Linked DNA regions of Mus musculus: region 1 is linked to region 2. The links are chromatin contacts, called in public promoter capture Hi-C maps. All regions are on one chromosome and are shown on one strand. The core of a region is the stretch at or near the end of the contact, and the rest is flanking DNA. Distances in the headings are between cores, read along the strand shown. Region 1 has its middle 18 kb from the start of Gm16796. Region 2 holds the start of Bcas1 (breast carcinoma amplified sequence 1).

What was found. Promoter capture Hi-C pulls out the DNA fragments that hold promoters and counts their contacts.
Region 1: a contact with region 2 is called in a promoter capture Hi-C map of embryonic stem cells, with 3 times the contacts expected there. The contact joins the enhancer-like site here to the promoter of Bcas1 in region 2. A contact is called at or near these places in 2 of 39 promoter capture datasets (embryonic stem cells and macrophages).

The regions. Positions count from the first base shown.
Region 1 is chr2:170,528,380-170,531,470 of GRCm38.p6, forward strand. No RefSeq gene overlaps it. Among named protein-coding and RNA genes, the nearest start is that of Gm16796, 18 kb to the left of the region's middle. Within about 2 kb of position 1,607, at least 7 of the 459 cell types and tissues checked have an H3K27ac peak or open chromatin away from gene starts, as enhancers often do. A contact at or near this core is called in embryonic stem cells, where this site is marked.
Region 2 is chr2:170,426,028-170,429,103 of GRCm38.p6, forward strand. It overlaps Bcas1 (breast carcinoma amplified sequence 1), which reads right to left and starts at 1,818. Exons shown (of 13, transcript NM_029815.2): 1 at 1,719-1,818.

The sequences.
Region 1 (3,091 bases), core at 357-2,856, 100 kb after region 2:
TGTCACGAAGCATCACACTATGCATGTGTGAGCTCTCAGCTTTCAATCGTTATGAAATCATTCAACCTTAAGGCATGAAGAGGTGGGAAGCAAGGAAGAGACGACAAACAGTTGCCGGTTCTAGAGCACAGACCAGCAACACCTTGCAATTCCAAAGGAGACCGCAGCAGCCGTGGGAGTCCACGTGCACCGACAAAAATCCTTCCAATTAATTGCAAACTAAATCAAATCTTGCCTATCTCAGACCTTCGATCAAACAGCATTATTCAACAATGTTTCCTATCTTCTGTCTAAAGGAGGGTCCCTTTAAATAAATAAGCATTTCAAGGATTTTTAAAGAAAATGCACCACCAGGGAGTTGTTAACTCTGGCGTTTAGTTGCCATGCTATGGTGACTTCAAAGAGATTATTGCAAAGACGCTCAAAAGGAAAGCAGTTCAAAATAAATAAATAAATAACAGATAGAGCTTTTGAAAATACGGTCAGGAAAACATCTAAACAAACTGCACGGCAGGCAGTCCGAGAGGGTCCGCCTGTCCATAAAGCAGGGAAGTTATTAACCTCGTGACAGCGCCGCTGCTGGCTCGCAGGGAACTGGCTGCTGGGCACCAGTGTTTATTGACACTTGCGGGTAAACTAATAAAATCTTCCCATTTCAATTAAATTTTGGAAACTCATGTTCCCGCCTTCTCAGATGCTGCAAAGCGGTATATGGCCACAGCGGGCCCCCTTTTGGATCTCATGGCCCCTCGCGTCCCAGGAGGTGAACCCCGTGCAGCATCCGATTGCTTTCTTCACTATGACTTTTATTAGCACCGAAGGCCATAGGAGGTGGCATTAACAAACGCAGTCGGATCGATCCCTTTTGGAGTCCAAAGAGGCTTCCGGGTGTGCTCTCTGTAATGTTTGGGGTCTCCCAGCCATCATGTTGGGGCTGAGAGGGACCTTGGAGCTTTTATATAACACAGAGTTTAGAGAAAGGAGAACTGAGCCTCACAGTGGCTGACTCTATGAGTCAAGAGTCAAACGGAACCAGTTTTAATTTCATACCAGTGGTATAGACAAACGTCTCCTTCCCTCGACAACCCACGACTCTCATTCCTGGTGTTCTTGTCTTTCTTTTTCTCTTGCATGCTAACTCTGATGAAGCTGGTTAGCTGATGTGTGTGTGGGGGGGTGGGGGGAGAAGGAGGAGGAGGAGGAGGAGGAAGAGGAGGAGGAGGAGGAGGAGGAAGAGGAGGAGGAGGAAGAGGAGGAGGAGGAACTGAGGGAGGCTACCCACCTGCCATGAAGTACAGATTAAGAATTTTTACTATCCCCATCTAGCTTCCAAATGAATGAGACTCAAACTATGATTTATTTATTTATTTATTTATTTAGCGTTGCGCAATCACTGGGGGATCACCTCTAATCTATATTTCTATTTGCTAGAGTGTAGATTCCCAGCTGTGCCCTGGGTTAGTTCTGCTCCACCATCTTGTCCTCAGGGTCCATCTCGATTGGCTACGTGCTCCCAGTCCATCACTTCCAATGGCCAATGGAGATCACTGTCTACTCCTTCTTCCTCCTCCTTTCTTTTTTCTCCTCATTGTCCCGGTAACACAAACTCCACCTCTCTCTATTCTCCCCAGTAATTGGCTGTAGCCATTCTTATTTAACCAATAGCTTTCCGTTGGGCGGCTAAGTTTGCACAACAAAAGCTAGTGTACATGGTAATTTGCTAGTCTTCGGGAAATCTTGGGGTACAGGATTTAGCATTTGAACAGACAGCAGCACCAGCCTACCGGGCAACACTGAAGAATCCGAGAGCTCCATCTAGTCGCCCTGCTAATAATAAGATGATCCTAAAATCAGATCCTACAGACCAAACAATGACTCTGGCCTGTTTCTAGACTGACCAGGCTAGTGAGCTCCAGGAATTCCGTCTCCAGTTGTCCAGTGCTGGGACTGCAGGCACCTGTGCCCAGCTATATATGTGGTTGCTGTGGGTCCAAACTCCAGATCTCATACATACAAGGGCTTTACTGACTAACCTCCCAAGCCACACCCTTTTCTCGGAAGGACACAGGGTTTCTTATAGCTCAGGCTAGCCTCTAGACTTCCTGTGTTACCAGGGATGACCTTGAACTCCCAGCCCTCCCGCACTCCTGTGGAATTCTGGGATTTCAGGTGTGTGCCACCATCCCTGGCTCTCAGCTCCACAAATCATCATCCCATTTGGCAGTGAAATTGAAGCATGGAGAGTCTAAGTAAGATCACCTGGGCAGGGAGATGGCTCAGTGGTTAAGGACACATGCTGCTCTCACAGGGGATCCGGGTTTGGTTCTCCACAGTCCTCTGTAACTCCTGTTGCAGAAGGTCCTATGGCTCCAAGCACATGTTTGGTGTGCAGATGTACATGAAGGAAAAAAAAAACACTCACATACATAAAATAAATAAATACTTTAAATACAAGACACCTTGAAAACAATCTCATTGGTAGAAAGAAGCAGAAACACTCCTCGAGCCTTAAATGTTGAGACCTAGAATTTGCCTTGTAACTACTTTCCTAATTACAGAAGGAAAAAAGGGGGTATAACGAGATACCGTATATGTCAACAGAACCCAGTGCACAGCCGCTGCTCCATGCCTGGCTGTTGCTACCATGGTTATCTTAGTGGGTATTCTTTCATCTCTGCATTGGCTGCCAACAGCATCTCCTGCTATAATCGAGATGCTAGGAGGTGTTAATGGGACTCTTCAAGGTATCTGACCAGTGGAATAGCTGTCCTCTTAAAGGTCTTGAAGATATGAAGACACTTGAATGTGATCTAGGCAAACAACCAGGCAGAATTTTCTCCTTGTGCTGGCCAAAACTCAGAAGGAATTTTACTGCCACGCATAACCAACCATGCAGGGAGGGGCTAGACCTCGTGCTGGTGGCAGAGATTGCAAGCCTCCCCCGTCAGCTTTCTGGCTTCATTCCTAGATGACAAGCATCAGAACCCAGGGGCTTCTTCCGAGTTCTTCTGTCATCATGGAGAGATGGCCTTGGTGGCCACATCTGCTTATCAATTTGGGTGCAAGCATTCAAAACAACTGTCTTCCTGGA
Region 2 (3,076 bases), core at 568-3,067:
TTGTGTTGGGAAAGAGGTCACGTGGCCCAGGGCTGAGGGCAGCAGATCACGGCAGGGCTGGAACCAGGGTGAAGTGGCTTCAGGTGCGAGGAAAGGCAAGAATCCCGGGCATCAGGATGAAGCAGGGCTCTTTCTTTTTCTTTTCTGAGGAGGGCTCTCACAGTACTGTGCAGGTTGAAATATACCATGTAACAGCCTGGCTTCCAACTCACTGCAATCCTTCTGCCTCAGTGCAAGGTTATGGGTGTGAGCCTCCTTTTTGACTGTTTTTTTCTACATTGTTGAGGGTGGAATGCAAGGCCCCATGTTTGCTAGGCTACCACTGAGCTAAACCCTTAATCCCCAATCCCTTTAACACAGCTTTTGAAAATCAAGATTAATGCTGTCTCTGGTCTTATTTTTACTGAATTGAGATTTTGTTAATCAAAGATTGTCTTGCATTAATTTTCACCTTGTGAATTTTGTCTTAAGATGTACTTGCCTTTTTTATACTTTTATATATATTTTTTTACTTTTATATATTTTTAACTTTTAAAAATTTGTTTTTATTTTATGTGTATGAGTATTTGCCCATATGTATGTATGTATGTATGTATGTATGTATGTATGTATGTATATGTATGCATGCACATGCAGTGCTCACAGGGGCCAGAAGAGGGCATCATATCACAGAGATGGTTGTGAGCTGTCACATGGATGCTGTGAACAGAACTCAGGTCTTCTGCAAGAGCAACATGGTTTCTGAAATGCTGAACCACCTCTCCAGCCTTTGTTTGTTTGTTTGTTTGTTTGCAACAAGGTCTCACTATATCCCTCTGGTTGGTCTAGAACTTGCCACATAGAATAGTCTGGCCTTAAACCAGGGACCTTCTTGCCTCTGCCTCCTGAGTGCCACCACCCCCAGCTTTAGCTGGTCTTGACGACTGAATCTTATGGTGTCCCTTGTGAACACAGCTTCCCTCCTTTTGGCTGTCACTTGGATCCAACAGCACCCACCCTGCAGCTTCGGGACCAGTCCCCAGCCCTCTCCCCAGCCTCGTTCTCTGCATTGGAATGTGGATGCCACCTGACACAGACTGAAGTTTCTTACATGTATGGGCTTTCATGTGCATTTGCCATCTAAACTGAGTTCAGACTTGGGGTGATCCCCATTGTACAGACAAGCAAGTAGAGGCCCATAAAGCTGAAGGAATCTGACCCCAAGGTACCCGACCAGCTTGTGACAGGATGGAGACCATCCTCTGAGCATCCTGGATTTTCCAGGCAGCAAAATGGTTCAGAGGGTGATGGGAAAACCCAAGGCCTTGAATTTAGTACATGCCAGATAGAAGAGTCAGACCCACAGTGGACACTTAAAGAGCCTCTCCCCCTGTCTCCTCGGGTCCTTAGACAACACCTGTAGCCACAGATTTGAAGCCTGCTTGGCTGTGAGATTCTTGGCCTGACACTGGTCCTCAGCCTGTGATGACCCTCCACTGCTCCACAGAGACCAGAGTGCATTGTGCTGATCCAACCCAACAAGGTCCACACAGCCACTGATGCTTTTTACGAAGAGCAGTCTCTAAGTCCCATTTCACAGACAGGAAAACCAAGACTCCACATGCCCAAGACCACACAGCAAGTGAGTAAGAGATGGGGTCAAATTCTACCCTCTATCTGACCCCACACCATGAGCAATAGACACTCCAGCGGAGCTTCAAGAGTCTGGAGGCAGTTACCTGGTAAGTCGGTGGGAGTATCTTGGGTCCCCCACAGTTTCCAACAGTTGGTTCTGCTCAGGGTCCTGCGTCTTCAGCGGTTGCTGCCCAGTCTCAGACTAGCTGCAGAGCCTGGCCCTGTGCCCTTTGCTTCCTTGTTAGGCCTGCTGGCTGAATACACAGAGCAGGACAAACACACGCCAGGAGGAGTCCTCCCCGCCCCTGCCTGCCCTATGGAAACGCGTCTCTTCCTGTATTCAGGTGCCTACAATCCCAGTAAAAAAAAAAAAAAAAGCAACACAACACCTAAGTGCTCTTACATTCATGCCTGCTGGGCACTTTGAACACTGTGCAGGTGGACCTGGGATGCAGTCCCTCTCTGTAACAACTGCAGGTCACGGTCAGAGCAGGGAGGACATGCTCTGTGAGGGTCTGCAGCTTGGTCTTGCCGTTTACCTGTGTTGATTCTGGGTGCCATCTCTACCATGACCAGGTCACCTAGCTAGGAGACACCTCCCCCCCCTCCCCAATGCCTAGTCCCATAACAGCTCTAAACCCTGGAAAATGGTTAAACAAAGGGTGGCTTGTGGCTGTAGCAAAACCATGTGACATTGCTGAGTGTTCTTTTCCTCTGCTGGCCAGAAGTTCAGTTGACTTATCTGTTTGCTTGAGGCAGGGTCTCATGTAGCTCAGGCTGGCCTTGATCTTACTATGCAGTTTAAGGGCGTCCTTTGATCTGCCTGCCTTCACCGCCTCAGTGCTGGGATTCCAGGCGTGTACAGCCATGTCCAACTTGCATGATTCAAGAGATGGAATTCTGGGCTCTGTGCACACTGGGCAAGCTGCTCTACAGCTGAGCTACATCCTCAAGCCCCGACAGTAAAAGTATGCAACAAGTTAGTTACATTGTTTTACATATGATACATGTGAGAGAGAGAGAGAAAAAAATCAAGCCAAAGAAGACACACACACACACACACACACACACACACACACACACACACACACACACACAAAGAGGATCAAAAAGGCAAGTGTGTAGCCAGACATGGGGGTGCACGCCTTTGATCCCAGCACTCAGGAGGCAGAGAGAGACAGATTCCTGAGTTTGAGGCTAGCCTGGTTTACAGAGCAAGTTTCAGGACAGTCAGGGCTACACAGAGAAACCCTGTCTTGAAAAAAAAAAATCACAAAAGAAAGAAACAAACAAACAAAAGAAAGAAACAAAGAAAGAGGAAGAATAATAACAAAGAGTAAGTTTGGGTATTATTTATAGACTTGGTGAGCAGGAAGGAGCCTGCTGACAGACAAGGCAAATGGGAGATGTGTTGAGGGCACCCCTGGGAAAACACTCAAGAGAAGTGTAAACCGGTAATTAC